Linked DNA regions of Gossypium hirsutum: region 1 is linked to region 2. A link is a contact called in public Hi-C data. All regions are on one chromosome and are shown on one strand. The core of a region is the stretch at or near the end of the contact, and the rest is flanking DNA. Distances in the headings are between cores, read along the strand shown.

What was found. A called contact is a pair of places that touch in the nucleus more often than the background predicts.
Region 1: a Hi-C map of leaf shows a contact between it and region 2, with 3 times the contacts expected there. The contact joins the enhancer-like site here to the promoter of LOC107886364 in region 2. A contact is called at or near these places in 8 of 34 Hi-C or Micro-C datasets (anther, callus and leaf).

The regions. Positions count from the first base shown.
Region 1 is chrA03:78,669,962-78,673,065 of Gossypium_hirsutum_v2.1, forward strand. No RefSeq gene overlaps it. Among protein-coding and RNA genes, the nearest start is that of LOC107886364, 41 kb to the left of the region's middle. Within about 2 kb of position 1,515, at least 1 of the 9 cell types and tissues checked has an H3K27ac peak or open chromatin away from gene starts, as enhancers often do. A contact at or near this core is called in leaf, where this site is marked.
Region 2 is chrA03:78,629,521-78,632,361 of Gossypium_hirsutum_v2.1, forward strand. It overlaps LOC107886364 (probable WRKY transcription factor 75), which reads right to left and starts at 1,449. Exons shown (of 2, transcript XM_016810290.2): 1 at 906-1,449. The coding sequence starts at 1,258.

The sequences.
Region 1 (3,104 bases), core at 265-2,764, 41 kb after region 2:
TAATTTTGAAATTTTAAAGATATTAAATTCTTAGAAATAAAAATGGGATTAAATTTTAAAAATACGAAAACAACATGAGCTTGGAACATTTTTTAACCTTAATGTTTTTAATGTTGACCAAATAGAAAAGTTGCATTTTTAGGCTCTTCAAAAAAAAATTCAAATTATAAATTTTTTAGATTTTGGACCCTTCCAAAGTTTTGGAATTTTATTTGGATTCTTGAAGACAAAATTTAGAAGGTTGGGCATAGCGAGAATGAAAGGTTGAAAACAAAGTTTCATACTTCTATCAATCTATCGTAACTGATGTTGTCATGTTTTTTGTCTTATGTATTTAGACGAGTTTAGTTTTTTGATGAAACTTTCAACTTTATTTTGGGGAAATGGTGTGTTTGAAGTCCAAACATTACATAATTACTTGGAAACTTTGCCTTATCATATTGCATTCTCAATCTTTGACCGACCAACAGCAACCTACCTGCATTTATATTTGCGTCAAACAATTTATTGCATTTAATTTTGGCTTACATTTATTATCCAGAATTTGTCCTTATTATCATGAAACCTAATTCACAAGTTCTCAACTCTATTCTATACCATCTTTAATTATGTTCTATTTTGTGAAAATAAAACTACTTAAACAATAATTGTTAATAAGAGCTTTATGAATTTAAGGAGTACAACAACAAAGTTTGATATTATATTCTTGGAATGTCTATTCTTTATTTTAACTTTATGTTTAAAAGTTTTGTTGGAAAGCTCAAGCTACTAAAAAAGTTACGCAGGGAAAAAAAGAATTCATTAATGAAAATGTATACATCACTCTAAATTGTGAATTAAAAAAAAAAATCACCATTTGACATTTCCATTATTCCTACCTAATGAATTGCAGAAAGGAGTCATAACTTTGAAAATAAATTAACAAGAAACTCAGCAATTTATGAGTGACCCTAGTAACTCGATGCAAAGGACTTGACATGCATCAATTATCATTGAAATCTTAACAATACAATTTAATGTTAATATTTCTTGTTTTTTATACAATAGACATAATTTGAATTCATATCAAATAAATGTCTAACAATAATTTTAATTATAATTCTATATCAGTTAAAATGATTTTAATGCCTATTAACTTTAGCATTAATAAAATAAATTTGTTATGGGATTTTTATACTAATCGCACTTGCTCTGCAATATAAATATATTTTTAATGGAATTAATTTGTACATTATGTTGTTATAAAAATTATTTTTTTGCGAGATTTACAATTATTTCTCCTAATAACATTATTTCCATAATTTAAAACCCGCATTTTTTCTCATACAATGTAACTTATCATTGTAAATATCGGTAGCATATTAAACACTGAGTCATGAGTTGGAAGTCAAACTGAAACTGAGTTGATATATACAATGCTGAGCACTTTCTTTGATATCATTAACTAGGTTGTCAATATATGTTTGTTTCAATTGAAAAAAAAATTCAGGGCCCATGAGTCGAGATCTAATGTCATGTTCCAAGCCCAACAAAGGTGTGTGGAAAGATGACTTCCACGGTTCATAAACCACACAGTTTTAGTGTGTGCGAGGCAATTTTTTAGTTAGTTTTTCTTTTATAAGATCTTATAGTTATCCTATAATATTTTAGTTTTTGTTATAAAATAAAATACAAAGAATAAAAAATAAAGAGAATCAAAGAGTAAAGAGAACATATTTTATTGATTGATGGGAATCATCTACAGTGCTTATCCAAAGTCTATATTTATAGATATAAGAAATATAAATGAAATAGAACTCCACTCCTAATTACTATTAGAATTTAAAGTACATCAAAATTTATCTACATCTTGATAGACATCCACTTAATAAATATTCATAACACTCCCCCTTGGATGTCTATTTGTTGATAATGTGTCTCGTTAAAACCTTACTAAGATAAAAACTATGTGGGAAAAAAATTTCTAGTGAAGGAAACAAAGTACACATATCTATAATACCCCTAATATGCTGCTTCATTAAAAACCTTACCAGGAAAACTCAATGGAACAAAACATTGGTTAAGGAAAAAAGAGTACAGCGCGTATTTACTCCCTCTCATGAAAATATCACATACTCCCCTCATGAAAATATCACATACTTTCTCATATTCTACGTATTCAATCTTGAATACTAGTTTTTCAAATGACTATTCGAATGTATTTGCTAAGCATTTCTATCACCATTCTTTTGAAAGTCATGAGTGAGAAAATTTTAGGGAAATATATTTTGATATTTTCAAGAGTTTCAACAATAATCATAACAAACTTTAATCATGATTCTTCTATAAAAATATAAATAGGTATTTTGGATCATTTTATAACCCTACTTCAACTACTATTCACCCAGTCAAATTTACCACATATATTAAAATTATTTCAACTACTATTCACTCAGTCAAATTTACCACATATGTTCAAATTATTTCAATTCATATAAATAAAAAATTTCTCAAGAATTTCAATATGCTTTTAGCATTCTAAATCCTTCAAGGATTTTAATATAAACTTTACTGTATAGTGATTCATAAAAGGTTGTAATAACAACCATTAGACGCAAGTTAAATATTTTATAAATTGTCGGTTTAATAATATATTTAAAGGTTATTGTATCCACCACAAAAGAATATTTTTTTCATAATCAATGCCAGGACTTAGCAAAAACTTCACATTTTATTCCGTTTTTGCAAAACTATTTCATTTGTACCCTCACTGGCTTTATACCTTTATACCTTTAGATATTTGGACTACTGGTCCAAAAACTCCACAAATTAATTGCACTTGAGTTGCATTTTTCTATTTTGACCAATCTATTCTATATTTATATTTCTCAATATATTTATTCAAGATCCTCATTTTATTTCATTATTTCAACAATAATATTGCACGCAAAAACATTATAGACCAATTTTATTATTGGTTCCACATTTTCTCGAATTGACATAACTTATCGAGATTTCTTTATTTTCACCATTTGAATCTTCAATTTAAAGTACCTGAATCTCTTCTAGACTTTTAGTTATTAGAGTCTTGGGTCTCTTCTAGAGTACCTGCCATTAAATAGCCA
Region 2 (2,841 bases), core at 199-2,698:
GTTACAAAACACCATGCCAAAACCAATCAAGACTCAGTGGCTTCCATCTGATGCCCAAAGAGAATTGCACGTTAGCATTTGGTGCTTTGGGCTGCAAACTATCTCTGTTTTTCTTTTTCTTTTTTTGGTTAAAATATGCGATAAATTAATCTACTCTTTGTGAATTTAATCTCCTTACTTTTCAAATTTTAAAATTCAAGTCCTACTATTAACACTATAAATCTTATTTTATTAAATTTAAGTTCATTACAATGTCATTTTTTAACTATATTACTACCAAGTGAGTATTTTTTTTATTTTAAAATGTCACACAAATAAATTTAATAGTATTAACAATTGGACTTAAATTTTAAAATTTAAAAAATAGAGGGATTAAATTCTAAAAAAATAAAATTACAAGAACTAAATTACTAATTTGTGAATTATGGCATATTTTATTTTATTTTTTCCAAATTTTTTTATGATCTTGAATTTGTTTATTTTTCCGTAATCAACTTAATGCTGGGTTAGGACTAAAACTGCAATATAAAAAAAGTTGATGGTACACCAATCACATATTAATTTATTTGAAATTATCCATCCTTTATCATTTAATCCTAAAACATTAGTTGCCGAGTGCGGACCAGACATTTGTACCTAAAAAGAAATACTTGTACTGTGTAATTAGCTGATAAATTAAAGTTTCTAAACAAGAAATTAGGATCAGTTGATTATTCCAGGATGGAAGGGATGAATTAATCTTTTTTATTTTTTCCAATTTGCGTTATAGTATATGGCATTGGTATCTTGACTTGATCAACAATGTCTGAACTAATTAGATATGCAATATATATTCCTAAAATTGAAGTCTTTAGGCGGAGCAGTGACTGATAGCAGTAAAAGTAAGGCAGAATGAGAGTACATACCTTGGGAATTTGCTGTTCTTAACAGCTTTATGCCCATATTTTCTCCATCTATAACCATCATCAAGTATATCAACTTGGCTTCTAGTTTGAAAAGCATATCTGGGTTTTCTTATCTTTTTATTTTCTCCCTTCTTCGTTTTACCGATTTTCACTTCACTTTCAGTCGTCGTTCCAACCAAGCTGTTGTTTTCGTTCGTCGCCCCACCAACTTTTATATCTGCCATTAGTCCCAATATCCCATCATTATCTTTGCCGCATTCGAATTCACTATAACCAAGCGAGCTCGTGAGGTTTAAGGACAAGGACGTCGATGAGGATGATGAAGTAGGGAAAAAACCCTGAAAATTTTCCATGTTAGTAGATAGAGAGAAAGAAAGCGATAGCTTTGGGGAGATGAATCCCTACTTATATATATACACACACTACGAAGAAGGAGAAGGAATTGAACAGTGAACGAAGATAAATGCTTTTTGTGAAAGTTAGACTTAGAGGCGAAAGAAAGAGAAACTTAAAAGAGGCTGGCGGCCCCTTGGTTACCCATGGCAGTCATCTCTCTTTATCTTATGTCTAGTATCGTAAACGGCACGTAATATATAATTATTATATAAATTTTTTATATATACGAAATACGGTTAATATAGATTTTAACCCCTGAACTAATATGTTTGTACTTAGTTGGTACCTCTTTTGACCTTATTAGTATCTAAACTTGTATTCTGTCAACTAAGTTAATACCTTTGTAATAACATCATTAGTTTGTATTGATGTGGTTTTTTTAGCCAACCTGATAATGTCACATGGTAGTCTCTCAATATGTCACGTGTCAAACACAAATTAGAAAATCTTTAAAAATATAAAAGTCCTTGAACCTTTTTAGAAAAAACAATTAAGTCCCTACTATTTTTTCACTCAATTGGATACTTAAATTGTCAAAATACATCAAAAAGGCCCTTAGATCGTTAACTTTAATGGTTGATTGTTAAAGTTAATGGCCTTCAATTTTTTTCTTTATTCAGTTATCTCCACCACCCATCATGTTGTGGTTGTGACATGTGGTGGAAAAATAATCAAAATCTATAAAAACAAAATTAAGATTTTATAAAAATACAGAAAATATACTTTTTTTTTAATATTAAAATATATATTTTTAAAAACTTTTTAAAATTTAGAAAGAATATTAAAATTATAAAAAAATAATAGAAAATTATTAATAACATTATAAAATATAAAAGGTTTATTAGTAAAAAGGAAAAACTTTAGCGAAAAATAAAAAAAATCAATTAAACTCTCAACAAAATTTAGCACTTAATTGAGCCTTTAAAAGATGAAAAATTAATCAATCAAGCCCTTCCATTAATGCTAACCAAGTTTGACTGTTAAGTTATGCTAACTTGGTTGATAGACTAACCGGACGACGACATGTGACAGCCACGTGTACATCATGTTGACGTAGCAAATATTTTTTAAAAAATAAAAAATCTAAAAAAATATTTAAAAAATAATTATTGGGCAATGTTTTTTTTAGGGATCAACATCAAAATTATACATGAACTTTAATTTAATGTGCAATACTATACATAAACTTTGATTTTGTGTGATTTTATATATGAAATTTTGATTTATTTAATTTTCAGAAATTACTGACAGCATATAGAAATTGTGATATTAATCCAATATAAAAATTAAATGTTTGTATTCATTTATTTAAATTTGTACAATTAAATCAAAATCGAAGTTTTATATGTATATATAAACCACAATTCAAGTTTCATGTATATGATTACACCAAATCAAAATTGATATATCTATGGGGCGTGCCTCGTATTTATCGGACAGTTTGTAGACACTTAATAAAGACAGAGGCGAAATAGGCACAACGTCGTGATGAAGGGCAACGTCATGAGAGGGATTTCGTGACAACACGATGAGTTCTCCA